3 separate regions of the Zea mays genome follow, and all the other regions are linked to region 3. Evidence: chromatin contacts called from public Hi-C and HiChIP or PLAC-seq data. All regions are on one chromosome and are shown on one strand. The core of a region is the stretch at or near the end of the contact, and the rest is flanking DNA. Distances in the headings are between cores, read along the strand shown. Region 1 holds the start of LOC103647517 (phosphatidylinositol 4-kinase gamma 7). Region 2 has its middle 51 kb from the start of LOC103647517. Region 3 holds the start of LOC100280262.

What was found. Hi-C and Micro-C count contacts between places; a contact is called where the count stands out from the background. HiChIP or PLAC-seq counts read pairs in DNA pulled down with a chosen protein or histone mark.
Region 1: an H3K4me3 HiChIP or PLAC-seq map of leaf shows a contact between it and region 3, with 2.9 times the contacts expected there. The contact joins the promoter of LOC103647517 here to the promoter of LOC100280262 in region 3. A contact is called at or near these places in 6 of 25 Hi-C or Micro-C datasets (ear, endosperm, leaf and 1 more) and 1 of 3 datasets of contacts at active chromatin or transcription factors (leaf).
Region 2: a Hi-C map of ear shows a contact between it and region 3, with 2.3 times the contacts expected there. The contact joins the enhancer-like site here to the promoter of LOC100280262 in region 3. A contact is called at or near these places in 8 of 25 Hi-C or Micro-C datasets (bundle sheath, ear, endosperm and 1 more).

What each region holds. Positions count from the first base shown.
Region 1 is chr2:193,605,315-193,608,014 of Zm-B73-REFERENCE-NAM-5.0, reverse strand. It overlaps LOC103647517 (phosphatidylinositol 4-kinase gamma 7), which reads left to right and starts at 1,271. Exons shown (of 2, transcript XM_008672045.3): 1 at 1,271-1,665.
Region 2 is chr2:193,656,619-193,659,329 of Zm-B73-REFERENCE-NAM-5.0, reverse strand. No RefSeq gene overlaps it. Among protein-coding and RNA genes, the nearest start is that of LOC103647517, 51 kb to the right of the region's middle. Within about 2 kb of position 1,344, at least 19 of the 20 cell types and tissues checked have an H3K27ac peak or open chromatin away from gene starts, as enhancers often do. A contact at or near this core is called in bundle sheath, ear, endosperm and 1 more, where this site is marked.
Region 3 is chr2:193,963,346-193,966,045 of Zm-B73-REFERENCE-NAM-5.0, reverse strand. LOC100280262 reads right to left here and starts at 1,384. Exons shown (of 18, transcript NM_001153190.1): 1 at 812-1,384; 2 at 248-298; 3 at 125-175. The coding sequence starts at 983.

The DNA.
Region 1 (2,700 bases), core at 22-2,521, 360 kb after region 3:
CAACACAAACCAAGCTGTTACCAACTATTTCGGCTCCTAAAAGTATGATGGCATGAGATGCTTTAAATATGACTTCCAGCTCCAGGACTAGATATTCCTTGCTCTCATAGCATGGTTGTTGCTGGTCCGCGAAATTAACTCACCAAGTGTCAGCAAATAAGATTTCTTTTTTTAAAAGAGAAAGGCAAAAGATTTGTCATTCCAATATATTAGAAGAGGTAAAAATAAACTTTACAAACAGACACAGCCCGAAAAACTTAACAATAAAGACCTAGATAGAACACTGACACTTAAAGGAAAAGACCCAACAACCCCCCCCCCCCCCCCCCCCCCGACCGGGACTCCAGCCGCTACAGACAGTCTACACCTCCACCAATGAGCTCCTTCACCACCTGCACTATTTGCTCTGTCGTTCTCTGCAGACCCTTAAAGATTATGTTTTTCTTTCCAGCCATAAACTCCACCAGAAATATATTATGAGGCCATCAAAATTTTTTCTTGATTGCTTACTACAGAGCATCCTCAGTCTAAACCACCACTCGTGTAGTGATCCGGTATTGGAAATACCGTCCAGGAACCGCAAATCAGCCCAAGTCAGGATCATGCTCCATGCTTCCTCGGCGAAGGGGCAATCCTTACAAAGGTGAGCCGCTGTCTCCGGAGACACATTACAAAGCGAACAAATTTGATTGCAAGGCTAACCACGTTTTTGCAGATTGTCTGAAGTTAATATTTTGTTATGCAACAATGTCCAAGCAAAGAAACGATATTTTGGTTCAGTTTTGGCTTTCCAAATGAGATTGATGTGGGTTTTACAGAAGTTCGTTGTGAACTGAATTTTGTAGGCGCTACTTGAACTGTATTCCCCGTCTGCCGACCATCTCCAAAAAATGGTATCATCGAGTTCATTGAGACCTTGCACACTGCTGATTGCTTGCCAAAGTAATACGAATTCTCTCACTTCCTCCTCCCGAGAGAAAGGCGCACAGAACTGCATCCAGAAATTGTTCCTAAGAGCCTTGAAAACCGAGATATTCTTTCTTCTTGCTTTCTTATATAGCTTAGGTGCAATATTCTTTGGAGCATGCCCTTCAATCCAACTAGATCCCCAGTACCAGTAGTGCTGTACTATTTACGAGAGGAAGGTGAAGGCCACAAGTTTGATTTTGGAAATCAAAGAGTACAATCCAAGCTGTACACACACCACGGACACGGAGCATCCCGCGCGCACGCCCACAGCAACCTGAACGGAGCTCCTCAGCCTGGTCGTGCGCACAAAACCGCGGGCGACGTATCAGGAGGCAAGTGGCCATTCTCCTTGTCGTGACTCCTGGAGACAAGAGCACCGTTTCAGAGAAATACAAGCAATCGTAAGGTCCCGAGCGCAAAACTGCGAGGCTATAAGATGGTGGGGAGGGGTGTCGCTAACCGTGGTTATGACATTAACCCGTCTTTGGTCCCGGAGGGAAAAGGACAAATCACTCACACAGAGGGAACAAAAGGGCACAGGAATCGCGACAGCGTGGGAGGCGTACGGCGCACCGCCCGGCCGCCGGATCTGCGCCGGCGACGCGCCCGGACGTCGGATCTACGCCGCCGCAGGAGGAGGGAGGCGGCGCTCTGGCCGTTCCTTGCCCGCGAGCGCCCAGATCCGTCCCGCCGCCGGTGAGTCCCCACGCCACCTCCTCGTCCTGCGAGCTGTGACTGTGAATGTCATTCGACGGGGGCAGCAGCGAGCGGTGCCAGCGCGGGCTCGCTAAATTTGCGGATTTAGCGGGGGGTGCTTGATCGAAATGAGCGCCTGCGCCTGCCGGTGATTTCGTGTTGCTTCCTTCTCCTATCGATTCAGGCCGTAATTCCAGACCACCGGCCGGCGTGGTCTCGAAAATTTCGTCGGTAAATGGTAACCGGTTTCAGCATGTTCACGAGACGTGTTTTGGCTTTCTGATTTCTGGTGTTATTCGATTGGAAATATGTGGGATTTGGGACCGGTATATAATTCATAATCAAGCGTGTAGGATCTATGCATAGCTCGTATGTTACTGCTATTTACTCGGATTTTAATGCTGTTTACTCGTGGATTTGTCGGGTTCAGTCGTCAGGAATTCGTAGATTCAGCTAAAAAAACTTTTGAGTTTGCGTTCATCGGTCCTACTATTTTGCACCAAGTGTTTGAGTTTAATTTTTTTTTAAAAAAAATACCTGCGTGGGGGAATCGATTTATCCCTAGCATTCTGTGGACATAAATCAATTGAAATTTTGGAGTCCTTATTTAGCTTGTCACCATGAATCAATCCTACTTAATTTCTGGCTGCATGCAAAATCTGCCTATCCCTTTATGGACTATGCTATTTATAGTACCTATATTTTCCCTCAGCCATTGGACTCTATTACAAACCAATGTGATTCTGATGAGATTTGGTCCACTTGTACAGAAACATGCGGAAATGATCCCGATCTCCGTTTTCAACTGATTATTTTTCTTTAAGAGAAGGTTATTATTATTACTCCTATTTTGTGAGCAATAAGGCAAGGGTATGTACATGTGTGATGTTATAAATTTCACTCAGGTGCTGTTTGTTTCAACAAGGAGTATGGGAACGGTAATACAACTGGAAATAAAAACGCCTTTTGTTTGGTTCGTCTCTCTGGAGTGCAGCGATCAAATATTTGCCGCTGAGACACATGAAGGGAACCAAT
Region 2 (2,711 bases), core at 95-2,594, 310 kb after region 3:
AAGCCACAGCCCCGTACGCCCCGCCCGGCCCGGCCATGCATGCAATATCGATCGAACGATATCTAGCCAGTAGCGTGGTGTCAGCTTTTACATGAGTTGTCATGTCGGGCTTGTATAATACAATATCCATCTTCGGCACGAATCGTTAGAATTTCGATCCATGCATGCGTTGGCTCCATGCATGGCAGCAGAGCACACACCGTCGTGCGCGCACGCAGCAAAGCATCATCGCGGCAGTACCCATGTCCGTGTCTAGGTCTTGTCGTGTTCTTTTTTCTTTCTTTTTTTCGTTTCATTTCTTGTAGCAGAACGGGACACCTTGCTGCAGTATATGTCGCATTCATCGCCGCCACGCACTGTCGTAGACAAGCTTCCGCCTTGGATAGTTAATTTGGGTGCAGGACACATAACACGTGATTAACCTTGGCACTAATATTTAGTGGATGTAAAATAATGAAGAAAAAAGTCAGCGATATATACGACGAAGAAAATGGAATGAGAGAGAGGGAGAGAGGAATGACCGATGGACCTGTAGCTAGCAGCTAGCGCTGATGACGCTGAACTGAATTATTGTCACATCACATGCATGCATGACGATTACATTGCTGTGTCTAGCGTCTACGTCGTCTCTAAAAAAACAAATCAAAATGAGTACGGCGCCGTGGGCAGGTAGACCGTAGACAGCCAGCCCCAGCATAAATTAGCAAGAGGAGCACAGTACACACGAACCCATCTGTCGTGCTGCTGGATCGATATACTATTTATTGGTGTGCCACCCCTAGCCCCCGGCCCTCAACAAAGTACTCCGTGGATCCATCAAGCTCTAGGGATTAGTTAACTCGAGCGGTGCATGTAGAGATAAATAAAGCAATCACATGAGGTAGTACACGTATTAGACACAAATAAAGTGATATAATTATGCCCCCGACATCGTGTGCCTGCCAGAGAGGAAGATTCCAGGGATGATTAAAAAGCGCAAACTCTGGCCACCTAAGCCTCTGGAGATTCTAAATTAATGAGTTTTACAGATCGAGCACACAACAACAGATCCTTGTTTGTTTATTGCGTGCGGTAGAACCGCCGCACGGACATTCCCTCTGCGCAGGGGCCGGCCAGGGGCGGTCATATATCTCTTCTTTTTTGTTCAGAATAGCATGGAACCAGTAAATAAATCTAGGCTATTGAATCACCACTCCCGTAGTAAGCACGTGGGAGCTAGCTGCTGAGCGAGATCAGATCGAGCGCACCCACCACCAATTTGGTTCTACTTCCTAGGCAGGCCGCTATCACGCGGCACGCGCGCCGGGCCATGTGGCCAACTTACTGCCGGTGGCCGGCCCAGCGGACCCATGGTCCCACGGGAGCGAGCTTCTTGTGGCGGCTTCCGCTTTTCGCTTTTGCAGCACTGCGGACGTTCAGGTGTCCCGCTGGTATTTAGCCGGCAAATGTTTTTTTTCCTAATTCTTTTTTGGAATGATAAGGCGCACCGGATTCCTATGGCGGTGCACGTACGCGTGCTGTGCTGTGCTGTGCTGGCTGCCTCCCAACGTCGCGCGCGGCGGCTCACCGTGACCACGCCGGCCATCGCCTTTAGCTGCATGAGGGGAGAGAGTTGCGACTTGCCAGAGCTCCGCGCAGAAATAAGGCTGAGACGGTGAGACCTGAGAGGGCACGCGCTCTCCCATCCTCGCCACGAAATCTACATGGCGTGGTGGGCCGCCGCGTAACCGCGGGCGCCGTGGACACGGCTGGGCGCCGCGACGTCGCTGTCGTGCTGGGCAGGGCACGCGAGCGGCTCCGCCCCGCGTGCGCGCACCCACCAACCCGGGCCCGCACCCCTCGCGCATGTGTGGGGCCTCCCCGCGCGGCGCGGCACATGTGCCCGTGGCGCGGTAGGCCCCGTCGACGACGAGCGCGCGCGACGCCGTCTGGCTACCCGTTGACGGAATCGGATATTAGGGAGGCAAAAGTGCGAAGAACATTGTAGTCTCCAAAATCTAAATTTCTCACGTCCAATTAGATAATATGGCTTGTTCGGTTGTGTGTGGATCGAGTGAATTAAATCCTTCTTAGCCAAAATTAAATAGAAGGAAATTTAGTCACCCTCGATTCTTTTCGATCTAGCCGTAACCGAACAAGGTTTTAGGCGGTGAATAATCATTGGCCAAGGATCCGTCCGACCTGTGTGGTAGAGGAGACAACTAAGACCGTGCTCAGCATATGTGTATAAGACATGGTGTTTTTGCGTCATAAACTCTACTGTTTATAAAGTGAAGTTTAAAATATGAGGTGAGATAGGCGTGGAATATAAAGTCTGTCGGAGATAATCTAAGACTATATCCACCAGCTTACACATCTCCATAACTATATTCAAATTCCACTCTGCAAACAGTGTAGTCTACAATGCTGAATAGCAAAAAAAATATTTTAGATAAACTACCGGGCACGGTTGTCGGGGATAAGATCCTCGGTCCTTAGGGCCCATCGGTCATCAATGACGCTGGGGAAGAGGCCTATGGCAATTAGGGCTCATCGATCAGTACCAGGAGGAAGGAAATGGATGCGCTAGTAGGGGTGAAAACGGGTAGGGTACCCGAAACGGTTACCGGATACGGGTAATGATTCGGGACCATTTTTCGGATACGGGTACGAGTATTTTTATATTCGGGACAGATACGGGTAATACCCCGGATAGTACATCTTCGGATTTG
Region 3 (2,700 bases), core at 135-2,634:
CTGCTTCGGGGACAGATAACATAAATGACTAAACAAGCCCTATAAGTTATATTATCACCAAATTTTTATGAAGAAAACTACATATTAATAGCAAGATTTGAGAACTTTAACTATAAACTTTTACCCGCTCTGTGATGAGAGACGTCCAAATTAATAAATGTATCCTTACTCATCCCTAGGAAGAAAAAATATATATCAAAATATAAAAGTGAGCAAGTAAGGTATAGTTATAAATAGAACACTTTACCTGCTTTTTTAGTAGAAACTGCAGAACCGAGGTTTGGAACTCTATTAATTCCTAAAAAAATCAGAGATTTTGATTGGTAGCTAGAATAAACTGACATTAAGCAGGGTAAACCCTTTTTATCACAGGTAATAATATCCTTTCTGAGAACAGCTGATTTTCCCTTGTTTACTGACAACCCAATAGAAAAACACGTCCTCAAGCACTAAAAAAACATTTCAACAGGCACTGGTGCTCCAGGAGTTAAGAAAACTAAGTTTGCAGCACAAGGTCTTGCTCCAGCAGTCCCAAAAAGACACGCTCTTGACAGTGGGACAAAATACAAGATGTTTCAAATGATACGAGAACAAGGGGTGGACCCAGTAAAGGACATGGGTGTACACATGTACAGCTTCTTTCTTTCTTGTTTTTCTTTTTTTCTTTTTTTTTTTTTTGCAACCCAATCGAAGTCTGTAGGCAAAATACATGCATATATACTTGTAACTAGATTCAGCTTCGGTTACTAATAGTAAGTTAGGGTCTGGGCGCAAAGCTTCGCACAGCAGGGAAGGAAGACCAAGGGAATACCTGCTGGTGCTCGTCGCCGGCGAAGGTGGCGGGTGGCGAGGCAGGACGGCGGCGGCGGCCGGGCCCGTCGTTGGTGAGTGGGGGTTGCGCGCATGCTTAGGGTGATGGAAGAAGACGAGGCAGAGTAGGGTTGCAGCATACAGCTACAAGCGCATTGGGTGCGTAATGACATTTTCAGAGCGAGGGTAGTCTGAGGTTGGAGCAGAATCAAGCAGACGGAGAGGGACTGAGAGGGACTGCAGAGGGCGGGAAGGAGAGAGAAGATCGCCGCGCTGTGCAGACGGAGACCTAACTGTGGAGTTGTGTGCCGGCCGAAGCCAGTCGCGGGGACACCAGGGCTGCAGAGGGCGGACGCCGCGCTAGAGCTGGTCGCGAGGACGCTGGGCCCCAGGTGGTGCTCGACCGAGCGGCGGTCTCCTCTCCGGGTTGCGGCGCGGCGAGCGGAGGGAGGAGAACGTCCGTGAGGGAGACGAGTTCAGGAAGCGGACGGAGCGCCGGAGGGGCGAGGTCGGCCGGGGGGAGAAGGGCCAGAAGGCCGACGCCCTCAGCGGATGAGTGGATCGAGAGTTCGGGACTCGGGAGGAGGAAGAACCGGGTGAGAGAAGAAAGAAAATAAAAGGACCAGGATGACTGATAGACCCACGTGTCAGGTGTGTCGTCCCATGATTAGGACCGTGACCGTCTTATTCTATCCTTTAAAAAAAGGTTAGATTAGATATATATATATATATATATATATTTGATTTAATTTCTTGCCGAAAAATGAGATGTGCGATTAATTTGAACCGACGAGTACGTGAATTCTTGAAGGGTAAGCCTAACACTGTGTCATGCTTCGATGCTCAATCGAGTTGTCGTTGCGGCAGCACGCTGCACATCCACTAATCCACACCAGAGCTAAACAAAAGGATGCCGGTACGGATTAAAGCTAAACAAATAGATTGAGAACTGCTCAGTAGAGTTGACATCACGTCATGTTCCAGCTGACCCGAGTTCGCCAAATGCCTGTGTTGCACCTGCACCGGCCAAGATCGAGTTCAGTCCCGATGGCATTCTCCTCGCAGCGGGACGGTGGCGCCTTTTCGAATCGTTTCCATCAAAATAATTTGAAAGTAAAAGTGAAGAAGCCTTTTTCGATCGTTTTCAGCCCTAGAAGCTAATATTTATGCCTTTTTACCTTTTTTCTCCGTAATACAAAAATGAATCTGGCTTTTATGTGCTTCTCCCAGTAAGTCGTTTTAAAAAAGGTGTATCCTACTTTTTTCCAGAGAAAAACTAGAGTCAAAACCTAAACTGACTCTCCTCCTTTCAAACTTATGCCTCATTCATACAACTTATATAATTATCGAAAGATTCACCACCAGGGTCTTGTCGAAAGATTCACCACCATGGTTACGCATGTGCACGCCGCCTGACAACTCCTGATGGGACGCGTAATACAATAGGGGTGTAGATCAGCCCTCGGGTGCTGACTCCGTCTTGCCTGACGCTGAACTCGCCCTCGGGTACAAACTCCGCCTCGCCCGAGCCCGGTCTCGCCAACCTGCTCCCCCATGAATTCCGTGGGAGGCCATTCCGTCGACTATGGCGCACGTCAGGAAGGCTCGATCATGGCCTCGGGCAGACTTCCACCTCGACCGAGCTCGGCTCTGCCCTTGATATCCACGACGGAAGACATCCCCAACGTCATCAGACACAGTGGGGCTGACACACCTCTTAACCAGCTTTTCCTCATACCTAACCCTGTGTCAACCACTACGGTATGGGCGACCTCTCTCTAGAGGTGAAAGTGCATTCGTCCCTTTTGTGAGTTTTGGTGGTTTGGATGACAACACATTTAAAGGTCTAACAAGTTTGCTAAGTGTTGAACAGGAAATTCAGTACGATGA